Regions from separate parts of the Drosophila melanogaster genome. Here region 2 is linked to region 1. The links are chromatin contacts, called in public Micro-C maps. All regions are on one chromosome and are shown on one strand. Each heading gives the region's core, a stretch centred on a gene start, on an enhancer-like site or on the middle of the called end of the contact. The rest is flanking DNA. Distances are from core to core; before and after follow the strand shown. Region 1 holds the start of Appl (beta amyloid protein precursor-like). Region 2 holds the start of CG12496.

What was found. A called contact is a pair of places that touch in the nucleus more often than the background predicts.
Region 2: a Micro-C map of pre-blastoderm embryo shows a contact between it and region 1, with 2.4 times the contacts expected there. The contact joins the promoter of CG12496 here to the promoter of Appl in region 1.

Annotation. Positions count from the first base shown.
Region 1 is chrX:527,404-534,564 of dm6, forward strand. It overlaps Appl (beta amyloid protein precursor-like), which reads left to right and starts at 3,098. Exons shown (of 12, transcript NM_001258522.2): 1 at 3,098-3,131; 2 at 4,224-4,473. The coding sequence starts at 4,396. CG4293 reads right to left here and starts at 2,888. Exons shown (of 5, transcript NM_001038727.1): 1 at 2,611-2,888; 2 at 2,229-2,455; 3 at 2,007-2,127; 4 at 1,142-1,948; 5 at 538-1,080. The coding sequence starts at 2,127. The coding sequence ends at 683. It overlaps arg (arginase), which reads left to right. Exons shown (of 5, transcript NM_080136.3): 5 at 156-625. The coding sequence ends at 515.
Region 2 is chrX:2,407,452-2,414,612 of dm6, forward strand. CG12496 reads right to left here and starts at 3,450. Exons shown (of 1, transcript NM_130647.3): 1 at 1,914-3,450. The coding sequence starts at 3,345. The coding sequence ends at 2,284.

The DNA.
Region 1 (7,161 bases), core at 1,848-4,347:
GATAAGGAAGGATAAGTACACTCTACAGACTCTGTGGTCCAACTTTTTGCCTTGAGAGCAGTGAGGGACATTCTGTAAATGATTTTATGCATGCCATACGAAATTCTTCCGCCCTTCCCTTCCCAACTCCCTTTAATTGTCCCGTCCTTCAACAGACCATCGACCGGGTGGGCGTGCCCAAGATTATCGAGATGACGCTGGACGCCCTTAATCCGCAGAACAAGATCCACGTCAGCTTTGACATCGACGCCTTGGACAGCAATGTGGCGCCTAGCACTGGCACCGCGGTGCGCGGTGGCCTCACGCTCCGCGAGGGAATCAGCATCGTGGAGGCACTCCGGGACACCAAGCGGGTGCAGGGCGTCGATCTGGTGGAGATCAACCCAAAGCTAGGCAGCGAGCGCGACGTGCGCACCACTGTGGAGTCCGGCCTGGAGATACTGAAGAGCATGTTCGGTTACCGGCGTTCGGGGCGCTGGAGCAACATCGATACCGGAATCCTTGGTAGCGATTAAAGAATGCAACACCCCCAGTTTTGAACTTATTCATATTTATGTACAGCATTCGTGACATATTAGTGTGTGTTTTTTTTTCGTATCTTAATGAGAGAATACAATATTTGCGTAAAAAAGAAGGGTTAGTAGTTTGCAGAATGAGATTCCCTGTTGCACAGAAATGCCGGCTAAAGGCCGGCTTGGAGCTTTGGCGGCGTCGTGGGCAAATAGGCCGAGATGTCCACGCTGGCCATCAGGTTGGCTGTGTGCAGAAGCTCGTTGACGGGCGGAGCTGTCCCGGCCTTTGCGGAGAGCGAGGATAGAGAAGGAGCATCCGGAGCAGCAGCCTTGGCTCTGGTCAATCGGTTGTACAAAACCGGAGCGAAGGTGCGGAGTAGGCGGCTTCTAATGCTCAGAAGCAAGGCATTTATCGCCCCCGAGATGACAATGATTCCTGATATAATTGAGCACAGGCGGATGGCAAAGGTTACTAGGTGATCGCGATCGTTGCGCACAATAATTTTCAGAGCCGACCAGTCGTACTTAAAGTAAATGCCAGGGGAGCCGTACGAATTGCGCTCTGAATCTATCCACAGATTAAAATAATTAATTATGGTCAATTGATGTAATTTCTTTGCCCTCCTCACCTAGTTTTCGCACGTTTTCGGTGACGGCATACTGAAAAGCGTATATGGTGGTGAAAGTCTGGTGGATCTCTGTGGGCACAACCTTCAGGAAGTATTGTACTGTGGTAGCCTCCTCGTGGATGACAATCTCGTCGCCCTCCAATGGCTGGACAATCCTTCCCGAGTACTGTCCAAAGCTGAGCCGGTTAATGCGATGCGTAAAGTTCGCAGGCATGCGCCGCAGTTCGATCATCCAGTGGTCCTCGAAGAGTCCCACAACGGGCTGAGCTCCGCCCACGAGGTGGAGCACACCGGCCACTTTGTTGATGCCCAGCGTTCCGTGCAGACGACACGCATCGAATTTGCTTTCTGGCTGAACGTTGTGCCGGCCATGCAGGTCGACAGACAGTGGCAACGCTCCTGGCGGCGGGGCAGCAGGCGCCTTCGAGGCACTCTCCCGCGCAGGATGGTTATCCCGCATTATGTCCTTGAACAGTACATCGGCCACCGAGTGAAACTCCTCGCGCAGGTAGTGGTTTTGAATCTGTATGGCCTGGAACTGCAGCCGGTCGTGTTCGGACATCTCCCACCAGACACCCTCCCGCTGCAGAGTCCCATAGGCGAACACGTCCTGCTGCGTCTCGTCCATGAGATCTACGCCGGACAGCGAGGCGCAGGGCATGGCCACCGTGATGTCGACGTGCATCTGCACCTGCTCGTCCAGAGCGATGTCCGGCTCGAACTGGTACACAATGTCCGTCTCGTGCCAGTAGTAGTGCAGCTCCGTGTAAACCAGGTAAACGATCAACAGGCGGCTCAACAGGGATACTGTGAAGTGGATAGAATGGGATTAACCTGGTAGTTTGAAGTGCTCTGCAAGGCTTACGGGTGCCTCCGATTTCCGAGGTCTCCGTGTACTTCTCTGGCACTTTTTTGAACGCGTCCAAGTTCTTGGCGAACTCCAAGAGATTGCTTTTGTCGCCGCGGTAACGCAACGTGGCCGTCATCTTGGTGAAATAAGGAGTTGGTATTGGAATTAGGGTCTAGTGCTACACGCTCGTTGGTTCAATGTTCCTGCAAGCTCGATTTCATATTCATTGCCACGTACGTTTCAGCTTACCGTGCACTGCCACGCCAGCCGGCTAAGTGCGTTGCGCAACTAGGTGAAATGTGCGTTGTTGTAGGTGTATAGCTCCGTGTCTGTACCAGGCTCCGTTCCTAGGTTTATGCTTTCCTGAGGCCTAGCAAGTAGGAGGCGGCGTAAATAAACAAATGTAAGAAATCTAATTTGTAGCCGGTAAGAAGATCAGCTGTGCGGCACAGAGTTGCCAGTCGCTGGGAAGGAAAAAATGAACATGTTAAATAATGTCGAAAGTGGTTTGCAACTTGGCTAAGGGCCAAGCAATAAGTGATGTGGATAGGAAATTGGGTGGTTGGTGGTGGGAAACTTGGATTTGGTCATATCTTACATCTTACATCTTACATCTTACATCTTACATATCGACGCCATCTAGTGCAGATTGGCTTCACCATTAGAAAAAGTATATAAACTCTTGAATCCATCGAGGAAAACAAATTTGAATTAAGTTTAGTGGTTTATAAAAACTCGTGCATAGGACAGCCTTTTGAAGACGGTGACCTGTGCGAAATTCCCTTGGGAGTTTCCACCTAGCGGTGTGCATGTAAACTAACTAACAAGCACTCCGCCAGACACTCTTGGTTCGCCCGCGGAACCAGTTCTCCCTAGTCACTTCTGTCCTGCTTGTTCCGCTAATACCACTACCACTGGAAGCACTGGTACCATAGTGCAGCCCGGACAGCCAAAAACATTGTCACCCCCGCGGAAAGCGGAAGGCCAGTTGCTCGATTCGCCCTTAATATCGATCCCGGGCACGCGCTCTGCATTCTGCGCCCGAGTTCGACTTTCGCAGTTCGCACTTTCGGACGTGGACTCGCAGGATTGCAGGCAACGAGACCACTCGCAGTCGTTTGTGAGCGTTCGCAGCGCCAGGTATAGCGTACAGCCAGGGCTCCAAAAACTCAGCGCTTTAGGGGCTTCTTCGGGCCACCCCATCTGACCACTCCCCGACAGCTTGGGAAGGCCAGGGGCTGCTGGCCAGTGGCTCTTGTCGTTCTCCCGCTCGGGCGGAGAGGTGGTGGCCGAGGAGCCACAAGCACAAAACCAGAGACACACATTGAGAGACCGTCAAATTTAACCAAAACAAGCTCAATACTTTTTTTTGCTGTTCAAGTGCTAAATAGTGCTAAAAAAGAAACCCAACAACAAAAACCATAGAGAAACATCCAAAACAAAGTGATACAAGTTCGGAAAGAAAAAGCGAAGCCGATGCCAATAGTGGATTTGTGATGCCAACTTAGCTGGGGGACAATAAGCAGCGCACCTGCGCAGAATCAGTGAGAAAGGGGTTGGGAAAGTGCGCAGAAGCCCGACGGATACGTTCCAAGAGTGCGGGAAGGGGTTAGCGAGTGGGTGGATTTGCGTGGGAACTGCCAAGACAGGAGACAGGAGACATGGACAAGTGACATGGGACGTGGAACCCGACGACTGCAGCTGACAACTTTTCCAGGCGCAGAACGGCGGCCATAGTGCCACTCATATTTTCCGTTTCGGGGAAGTACAATCTCAGGACCCCGAGAACCAGCGAGTGGGTATGACAGGACAGATAGCAGCGAGTACTCTCGTAGCTTTGCCTTATTTTTCTTTTCTTCCTTTTCCTTCAATTCCCTTATCCGCCCCCGCCCATCACGGACTCTCTCCTACTACGTTCCACAATCGAATACTACGGCCACTCACATACAAGCCACACGCACAGAGTTTTCCGAGTTGACATTTTCCGTGCATAGGTTTCTGGGCATCGGCGAAAGGAAAAGCGCTGCGCTGTGGGCAGCTAACTTGGGCACCGCAAATCGAACGAAATCGGAGTACGAACCTTAGAGCGCAGAAATCAGAAAACAGAAATCATAACCCAGAACCCAGAAAGTTAAAGGCTGAAACGAAAGGCCACAATTCCGAATCGCTTGCTAATGAAATTTTTTTGTGTTTTCGATTTCTTGCTGCTGCTACCGTCGTCCGCCTGTGCAGCAAAGTGTTAAACGAATAGCCAACAAAGCAAATACAATTAACCAGAACTGGAAGCACGTCAGTCCAGCCGCAGAAGCAGCTAAGTTCAGACCAAACTCGGAGATTCCCAGCCAGGAGATAGGACCAGGAGCCAACCAGACGAGGAGCAAAGAAGCAGAAAAGAGTGCGAACAATGTGCGCCGCGCTGCGTCGTAATTTGTTGCTGAGGAGCCTCTGGGTCGTCCTGGCCATTGGCACTGCTCAGGTTCAGGTGAGTCACCGAATCCCCACCACACCACACTACACCACACCACACGACATAACAACACACCACACTACAGCACACCACAACACACCACAGCACACCAGACCATTTCACTCCACTTTCGATACAATACTCGATGGAACGAAGGAGTAAGTCGAAAGAGCCGAAACTCAGAACAGAAACACAAACCGAAAATGAAACTGACAGAGAACACTGGGAAACTGGGCAAAACTGCACACTAAAACATTGTTTCGTTAGGGCTTTAATCGGGATGACAAATTGATTTAAACAGACAACTCGACGCTCGATGTTAGCCACGCATTGAAGCTGATAGAAGTCAAAACAATATTAATTCGGTGTCCGGGGAAGACAAGTAGGTCTCCAGCAATTAGGGACTTGTGTTGTTGCGCTACTGCCTCATCTGGCTTACTGACACAACACCCAACTTATGTATAACTTGAGTACGGCTCACAAAATAGCAGTGTGGCTCTATACTTTCTGCGTGCAACAGCAATACCAATCGCAACCGCAACCCACACACACAGGCACCCACACTCTCGCACACACACAGAGAGCCAGATACACAAGCACACAAGCACTTGAGCGGGTTTCTGTGGGATGTGGTGGCCGTCGGCTAAGCAGCCGCGCAAAGTATGCTACGAAAAATGTGCCATCGCTTAGCAGCGGCACTAAAGGCTCGAGGGCTTGAAGGCGGGAAAGGGTTGGGGATTGGGGATTGGGGATTGGGGATTGGAGATTGGGGATGGGTATGGGATGGGGATGGGATGGGGATGGGTGATAGGGCTGCCAAATTACTTGCGAGTGTGCGCAAGTATTGGCTTAATTGAACCGTTTGCTTGTCGCTGGCTACTGGCCAACTGAAAGCCGAAAACCGAAAACTTGAGGCTAGAGGATAGCAGCAGCTGGCTTCGACTAGCAATTTGCATATAAAAGTAGCGGAGGTGTTACCGAAACCAAACAGGGCGTGCAGACATTTTGATTTTGATTTTCTACACGCAGCGACTGGCAAATATCGTAGAAATGGAGTGCGGGGCCGGGTTATGCGTCCTTCGGTTGGGGTTTAAGTCCGGCTAAAAACTATCCGGCTCTGTCTGAGCATAATCCCCAAATTGGTCTGGGGCTGGACCTGCATTCACCACGAATCCTCTTGTTCAGGTCAATTCATCGACTGGCATACGTGCACGCACACACCTACCGACAAACCAAAAGGGAAGACATGCGTTACTAGGATATTGTTAGCTTTAGCTAAAGTGTTTTTAAATCATTTGCAAACAATTTTTGCCAGGCGGCAGCTCTCGTTCTTTGGGGCCGATCCACAATCGCCGACGTGCCTGACCTTAACAATTTTGCTTTACTTTCTTGTCTCTTAAATACCTCGGAGCAATTTTCCCTTGGCAACGCAGAGCGAACAGTCTTCTGTGGCGGAACAAAAACCTAATAAAATCCATATTCATGTGGAGACAGACCAATTGAAAGAGAAGAACCGAGGGGCAGCACCTCCAAGGACCCAGGAGCCAGGAGTTCGGCCCAATCCCGGACAGGGGAGCAGTTAAGCTGCTTTATAGCGCATTGCACTCCTTTCATGTCTTGCTTTGTATGCAGCCTGCAATTTGCTTTGCTCTCCATTCGTTCATTCACTCTCCACCCATCTTACCCTTAATTCGGCTATTCATGCTAGACCGTCGCTGCGTGCAATTCATGGCAGGACTAGCCTGGACCTGGTCAGCCACTCACCCACAGGTCCACCCTTCAGCTTCGTTGTTATCAGGGGCACGCATCGCCGACGTCATTTTTGTGGTGGTCGTTGATTACTTATGTCGCTTGCACCCACCATTCCCACCCTGCTTGGGACAACTACTGCTAAAGCGTTTTAATACCTTTTGCTTCGTGTAACTTTAATATTGGATCATTTTTCTTTGTGAAAAATGCTAGCAGTTGGTTGCAATATAACCCACATTTTCAGTAAAAAAAAAACTGTCGGCAAAGTTCTGTGTGTTTTAAGCGGGATTTCCAAAGTAGTGGTTTCCTCCAATGTTGTAGTAATGCATTACCAACTAGGGACTTTTTTTAAAAGAATTTCTGTTTTTTTGTACCCTGCCCTCCCCAGTTGCTCACCCGTTTTGTAGCTATCTCCTTTCTGCTTGTATTCTTTCTGCCCTTTTTCACTCTTTTTTTATAAGGACATGTCTGAATCATCCAGAAAGCAGGGAGGGATTTGCGGACTGCAATGTGCAATATACCCGAGAATCTCCCCAAACACTCGATGCCAACGATGTGTCTCCCTCAAACCTGGCAAACGGAACACGCAATCGTTGCTGCCAAACAGCCCATTCAAAGTCCCTTTTTACAGAGGCCTGGGGCTTTCAAAGGGGATGACAGGAGGGTGGAGAAGGGTGGCTGGGAGTCGTTGGCCATTTGATTGTCGGGTAGAAACTGCGAACCGACGGCCAACTTTAGTTGCACACCATGCTTCTTTGGCACAACTCCCCCCAATTTCACTGGAGTCAACTGAATTAGTCAGTTCGCTGCTTGCTGACTGATAGAAGGCAGCGGCGCAGTTCAGCTCTTCCCGCCCCCCACATGAGTCACCCACTGGGAGTGGAATGATTCATTCGGGAATGCAATGCAGTCGCCGCAACGGAATTTCCCACAGCCGCAAAACTTTTCAGAAAT
Region 2 (7,161 bases), core at 2,200-4,699, 1.9 Mb after region 1:
TAAATAAACAATAAAATAATATAACAAATAAAAATATACAGTCCACTATATCGTTGTTTAATAGAAAATGTACTTCTACATAGAAAAAGCAAAATGTTTAAAATAAGTTAATTGAGTACAAATTGTTGAATTAAAAATAATATAAACCATAATTGTAATCCAATAAAATTAAAAGCCAGAAAAACTAGGCCCATTGAAATCTTAGTTGCAAAATAAATGAACATATATCAAATAAATACAGTCCACTACTGTTATAAATGCAACTAATATACTAATGTACATCTCAGCTTGCTGGCCCTTTGGCAGAATGTTCACACATGAACACGAATATATTTAAAGACTTACAATTTTGGGCTCCGTTCATATCTTATGTAAATGAATCGAGAGCGATAAATTATATTTAGGATTTTGTTATCTAAGGCGACATGGGTGCATTGCTCAAAAACATGTAATTTAAGTGCACACTACATGAGTCAGTCACTTGAGATCGTTCCCCGCCTCCTAAAATAGTCCCTTAGTGGGAGACCACAGATAAGGTCCTCGCCGCTCAAGATAGGCAGATGTGCCCGAGCGTGGGACCTCGATAAGGCGGGGACTATTTACTTAGGCCTCTGCGTAGGCCATTTACTTTAAGATGCGATTCTCATGTCACCTATTTAAACCAAAGATATTTCCAAATAAAATCAGTTTCTTACAAAAACTCAACGAGTAAAGTCTTCTTATTTGGGATTTTACAGTAGGGCTCCTGCGGAACAGCGACAGGTACTGGCATGGTTATGAGTATAGGTAAAGGATACTATCCATACCGCACTCAAATCGAGTTACAGTGCCAAAAAGTGTGTGCGAGGGCGTCAACGTGCCAACAAGTGTCATGTGCCGAAGGATTAGAGATGACGTGTGTGCCAAAAGTCGGAGCATGGAAACATAGCTAGATTTTTCACGGATGATCTAGCAGAACACTGCAGTTTCCATAATTTGATTTCGAAACATGGACATCTGCAAGGGTGCCTACGATTTTTTTTTAATAGGATACTAATATGTGCAAAACGGTTTCTGGTTGGATTACTCTAAGCTCTAAAGCTCGCAGACAAAAGCGAAAATCGGGGGTTGATTTCGTTTCGATGACTTTAAAAAGTTCATTTGCTGTAAAATATGATTTTGAAATGGATTTAAATTATGATAAGCGAGTGTCCGCAAAATGTGTTCTCTTTAAAAGCGGTCACAATGAATATTTAATAACATATCGTCATATAGTTCGATGGGAAAATAGCCAATTGAGCAGCACAGCGGACGCAGAGTCCTGAGTCCTCGGAAACAAGGAGTGGACCAGCTGTTGGCTGCCTCTGACTTCTTCTTTTCTTCTTGATTGTAGATCCCGGGGCGTGCCATTGTACCTGTCAGGCATTCAATTATTCCCAGTTCCCAACCTGCATCGCCGTTGTTTGTTTTGGTCGCCTGGAAAAGCAAAGCAAATCGCTTGGTCAAGCAACTGTGTAAATATATGTTGTACGTATCGGCAGGTCAAAATGCAATCGGCACGAGCTGGGATATTGCGTAGGTGACGAAGGTCACCGCAGATGTTTCGCATTCATCAGAAAACTCGATGCGATGCTATGGCACAACAAAAATGATATTTGTTCGTATCTCGAAAATAGTTCAGAAACCAACTATAAACCTAACATTTAAAGAGTAGATTCCAATGGATACATGAGAAAACATTTCTAGACTATGAAGATAGTCTAGTCTTTTTCAAATATCACCATTTTGAAATCAATACAATCCCATATCCCTATATTGGGCAGTACGCATGGAAGTAGCCAAAGTTACTCAAAAAAGCGACATTAATGATGATAAGCTGATATATAAAGTTTTCCCCGTTTCAAAAGAAAAGAAAAGTGTACTCCATTGTTTTTGATTTAATGCTTTTATTTTGAAAAAATAATTATTTGGGTAACTTAAAGTAGCAATAAATATTCATATTTGTTTAAAATTAAATAATGAAAAAAAAGGTATATTCGAAAACTACATAACAGCAGCAAAAAAAAAAATGGTTATATTAGTAATTGGAATAAATAGTGATTAAGGTGGCCTAAGAAATTATGTACAGTAATTGAAAGATGATTAGTTTACGACTTAGGAACTAGTTAAGCGTCATAGTTAAGCGTTTTCCCCCCGTTTGTCAGCGTTGCTCGCTTTCTCGTCTCCATCTTCATCTCCATCTCGCATTTAGTTTCTCTTCTCATTTTTGTGGCTTTCCGAGGATCTGTTTGAAATTACCTCTGCTCAGACATATATAGACGAGGGCAGGGCCAATCCCACCTCGAAGTAATTGCGCTCGTCGACCTTGTAGCGCTTAATGGGGGACTCCTTGGCGACGATCTCCTTGCGGGTCCTCTTCAGGGCCTTGACTGGAGTCTCCAGGCAGAAGGTGTTGTCGCAGGGGGCAGACTTGGGGGCCACTGGAGTGGCCAGTTGGACAAGCAAGTTGTGAGGAATCTTGGCCAGGGGCGATGCCGGTTCCGGAGTGGGCATCAGGTTGTGCATGGGCAGGGGAACCAGGCCAAAGCTCAGATCCGAGGCCGGATCGTCTCCAGGTGCGTAGGATGGCGACAGCACCTCCTGGGGGCAGTTCGACTCCATTTGCTGCTTGACCAAGGTGCGTCTGCGCAGATTGAAGGTGGACCTTCTCGGCTTCTTCTTGCTGCTGGCGTTCGCCTTGCAGGCGGAATCCAAGATGGCATCGATTAGGCGATCCAAGGTCTGATCACCCATCTGCGTGGAGGCGGGCTGCGGTGTGCTTGGACGCACTTCCACCTTGGGGGTGGGTGGCTCTGGCACTGCCGTCTCCTGCAACTCCGGCTCCAAGGTGGCCACAAAGTCCTCGTCCAGTCTACGCTGCTTGAGTTTGTTAACTCCTGCACCCGAGCCTACAATATAGCGCGGCTGGCCCAGAAAGGGATCCAACGGAGCCAGGCCCCTCAGCGCCAAGTGCTGACCACTGGGCAGTCCGTTGGGCGAGTAGTCCTCGGCAAAACGTGGCAATGTGGTGGCGTATCGCACACTCTGTACCCTTTGGGGCGCCTGACTGCGCACCACCGCCTCCGGGGTGACATTCCGGATATCGCTCAGCGGCGCCAGGACCAGGGGACTGTTGCGCAGCCGGGTAATGGGCACTGGCGTGGAGGTGTAGCCCACGGTGTCAGGCACGTTCTCCTTGTTGGCAATGGTGGCCCTCCGCTGACGGCGCTGCCTCCTCTGCAGCCTCCTCCTCTGCGGCTGGTTGGCATCCTGATCGTGCACGGGAATCTCGTTCAGGCGCTGCGCCGATGCCGTCCACTTCAGCATGTTGTGTGTGGTTCTGTTTCTGCTGCTCCTGGTGCACAAAAAAAAAAGATGTACTTCTAGACTCTGCTAGTCTTCTGCTCTCGACCGCTCTCGCTGACAAACTGAAGCGGTACGGGGAGCGGGCTGCGTTTTATACCCGCTCGGCGCTCAGGGGTTAATGGCTAGGGGTTACGGGGCTAGGGGTTGTTGCGCAAGAGGCACCCCGGCGGGCAGAAGGACACTCGCTCTCTCCGGCGTTCTCTCCTTGGATGAAAAGACTCTCTTTGGCCAACGGATGTGTGTGGTAGCAAATTGTCTTTGGATCTCGAGGAACTTGAGCAACAAGCTCGAGGATATCAGCAGCTTAGCTTAGAATATGAAAGTATGATCTCTATGCCAACGAGATCTGATATTTTGATGGAGGTATTGGAGGTATTCGTCCTTTCCCACAGTTCGCAGTACCGGCCGAGAATCACCCACTCCAATCCAGGCACTCATCCACAGCACCACCACACGAAAATGACATCTAGATGTCTATCGGCCAGCGCTTGGTTATTAAATTTGCTTTCATTCCCCTCAAGGAAGTCTGCTTCCTTTCGCCCTTGTCTCCCCCTCATTTGAATGGACATTTAGAGCAGCAACAGGCTGGAAAATAGTGAACGGAAAAGGGAGAAGGGAAGTCAGGTTGGCCGGCTAATTAGCCGATGCCAAGTCCAACTTCCTGGCCGACAGCTCCTCGTCATTTTAGCCACTTGTCGTAGCGCGGTATCAGTATTAATTGCGGCTCTTTAGCGGCCGCAAATGCAATTTATATACTCGGCGGCTTTAATTGAAAATGTTTGCCACTTCCGGAAGGAAGCATTAGAAAAACGTTACAAACTCTGGGAAAAGTCCTGTGCAAAGCGTCAGTTGCTCACCCAACAGGGGAAAAGTTTGTACACAGTATGCATTATCAAATTATCAACTTTTTAATAAGTGTTCTTTCTACAAATAGATGGGCCTCATGCAATGCAAATTCACAACTTGTATGGATTTAACTTTGAAATGTAAATGTAAAAGGAAATGGTTCCCATAACCTTTGTAGTGATCTATATTTTAAAGCACAGCCGCTGTCCTCCATATGAATATGAAATATGGAACCAATAAGTAGATTATATTTCCGATGACAAGATCAAAGATAACTGCCCCCATATGTGGCTCTTGACCAGCTGTAGATGAAGTGATCATCGAGATCCCTGAGTGATCTTCAAGTGATCATCGACCAGCGATCCTAAGTGACGTTCAAGTGATCGGCGCTCGTCATCTCCTGGACTTGGATCACTCAAAGTGTCCGTGACCGACGTGGCTTGCTATCTGACGTTCTGATCTAGTTCAGCATGTAAAGGCATCTTTGAATGGGTTCTGGTCCCCTGGAGATATCTTTATTTGCGATCGATTGCTGAAAGATTTTCGCTAACGGGGATCGTATATTTCGCACGTTATCCTTTTCGGCTTTTTTGTGGTGAAAGTCGTTTTGTTTCATATGTTTTCATGTGACTATCTTCCGATCGGCTTTCATCCTGGATAGGGACACAAAAAGGGTGCTGGGGTAGTTAATCGATTACCCCGTTCCATCCACTGAAATGGCGAATTTCTCAACTTTTCAACTCTTTTTCAACGTTTACTTTGCGAAATGCGCTCCTGCTTTTGCTTACTTTTTACCTCTTTTCCCTTCGATTTGCCCTCGTTATGTCCCCGAGTCCTTCGATTCTCTTTGTGGCGCTGAGTTATTGCTGTTTACACAGCCGCACAAAAGGATTAAATGGGTTTTTGAGAGAGTTTCCAGCGCTAAGAAAGGATTCCGGCATGTTGATTAATATGATTTAACGAGCATCCTGCCTAACAAGGCGTATCCCGGCTAGTCTTCACCGGCAATTTCCACACAAAATTACCATAATCCTCGCATTTTCTGCGGTTTTTTTGGGACACAACGAAACACAAATGGATAAAGAACCACACGAAAACCTCTCAAATTCAATTTGAATTTTCGGCATTTCGTGTGCGACGATTTTACGCTTAATTAACGAGCCCAAGGACCCTGCCTCAAGGACAGCCCGAAGTCACGATCCAGTCCCGATCGCTGTATGCAAATTGCCCATGCATTTTTTACCGCTCCGCCCGGGCTGCATCTCCCGTCCCTTTCCCCTGCACGCGTGCTCGAGCGAGAGCGCGTCGCCAAGAGCCACTTGACTTTCACTCTCACTCAGCCGTCGTCCCGAGGTCCTGCGCTCCTGAGGTCCTGCGCCGCGGTTCCAGAGGGATTTGCATGCTCGAATGCGAACTCGCGAATCCGCTAGAGATGCGTGCTCACCCCGTTTACCATTAAGATGTGAAGAGTAACTAGGTAGCACCTCCTAAGATTAGGACTTGACGTTAACAGCCCATTGATTGCGATATATGTTTTAAGCTCATATGTTGTAAGTTAGTCGTGTTTACTTGGACAATTGTGTGTGCATTCCAAGTGCTAAGTGCGAGCGACAAGGCTTACTTACCCCTTGAATGTGTGAATTAGCTACTCGAACGTCTCTGGCAGGCTCGATCGCTATTACCCTCCCCTTCGAACGCCTTTGCATATGTGCTTACATGCAGATCGGCCACTTTGGCTGGATCCAACAGATAGGGCTGCTTTATTGTTGCCGCATTTGATTAATGCGCCCGTGTTTGTATTGTTTGCGAAATTTATCGATATTTGATTTGCTGCGCGCCGCCTGAAATGGCATTCAAAGTGCCCAAAGTGTATCAAATGCTTGTCGCGCGGCTTTGTTTGCGTTTTGCATAATGGAGGGAAAGTGTTTGCGAAAGGGGAAAGTTCGCATATTGCCATGCGATGCATTGGGCGGTAGGAATGTAGGAAAGTAGGAAAGTGCCAGTTTGCGACTTCATTAACGCGCTGCGAAAAGGTTGTGGGGATTTCATGCTTTACGACTCTAAGCGGAAACCACAAAAAAGTGAAGCCATTAAATCATAAATGAGCTGAAATGATTAATTGATTTCATAACTTTTACGCTGGCATTTTCGCTGGCGGCAGGGGACTAAAAATGACTGGCACTATATAAAGGATAAATTGCCAAATGGCAATAGCAACACGGGCCCCTGGCAAATATCATGTTTATGCTCATAACTTTCCAACTCAAAAGTCGACCAACTGTCAACTGTCAAATACGAGACAGTTTCGCAAACGGATCCTGGCCATTTGGGGTGGGGGATGCTCTCCTAAGGACGACGACTGAGACTCGAATTGTGACCCTGAAAAAATAAAGAAGAGGCAGCGCAAACTGGAACACACGAAAGGACACCCAAAGGATGCGTCTGAGGCAGACAGCGCAAGACAATGGATGCCATAATGAAGAGCAGATACAGATACAGATACAGATACATATAAAAATACAAGCGCGAGCACGGACGGAGATCCTGATACACAGATACAGATACAGATACGCAACGGGAGATGTCTGCTGCATCCAAGGAGCAGAAAGTAAATTGCAACAAAGGAACGCCAGGGAAAGGATGCGAAGTGGGCAAAAAATCAGAGGCCGGGGCTGAAATTATTGCAAATAATTTAGAGCACATATTGCAGGGATCCGAAAAAAAGGATCCGACTGCCGATCCCTTTTCGGTTTGTTCGATTGTCATTTGCCCACAGCAAAAATCAGCAAGGACTCGCAGGAGCAAACCCAAGAAGTAGGTCTCCCAGCCCTCGAACATAAATTTGCAACAATTAAAAACAAAGTTAATTAAAATTTATGTGCGACAGTTTCTGCACTCTCGAGCAAAAGAAAGTGCGGATCGGGCCCATCC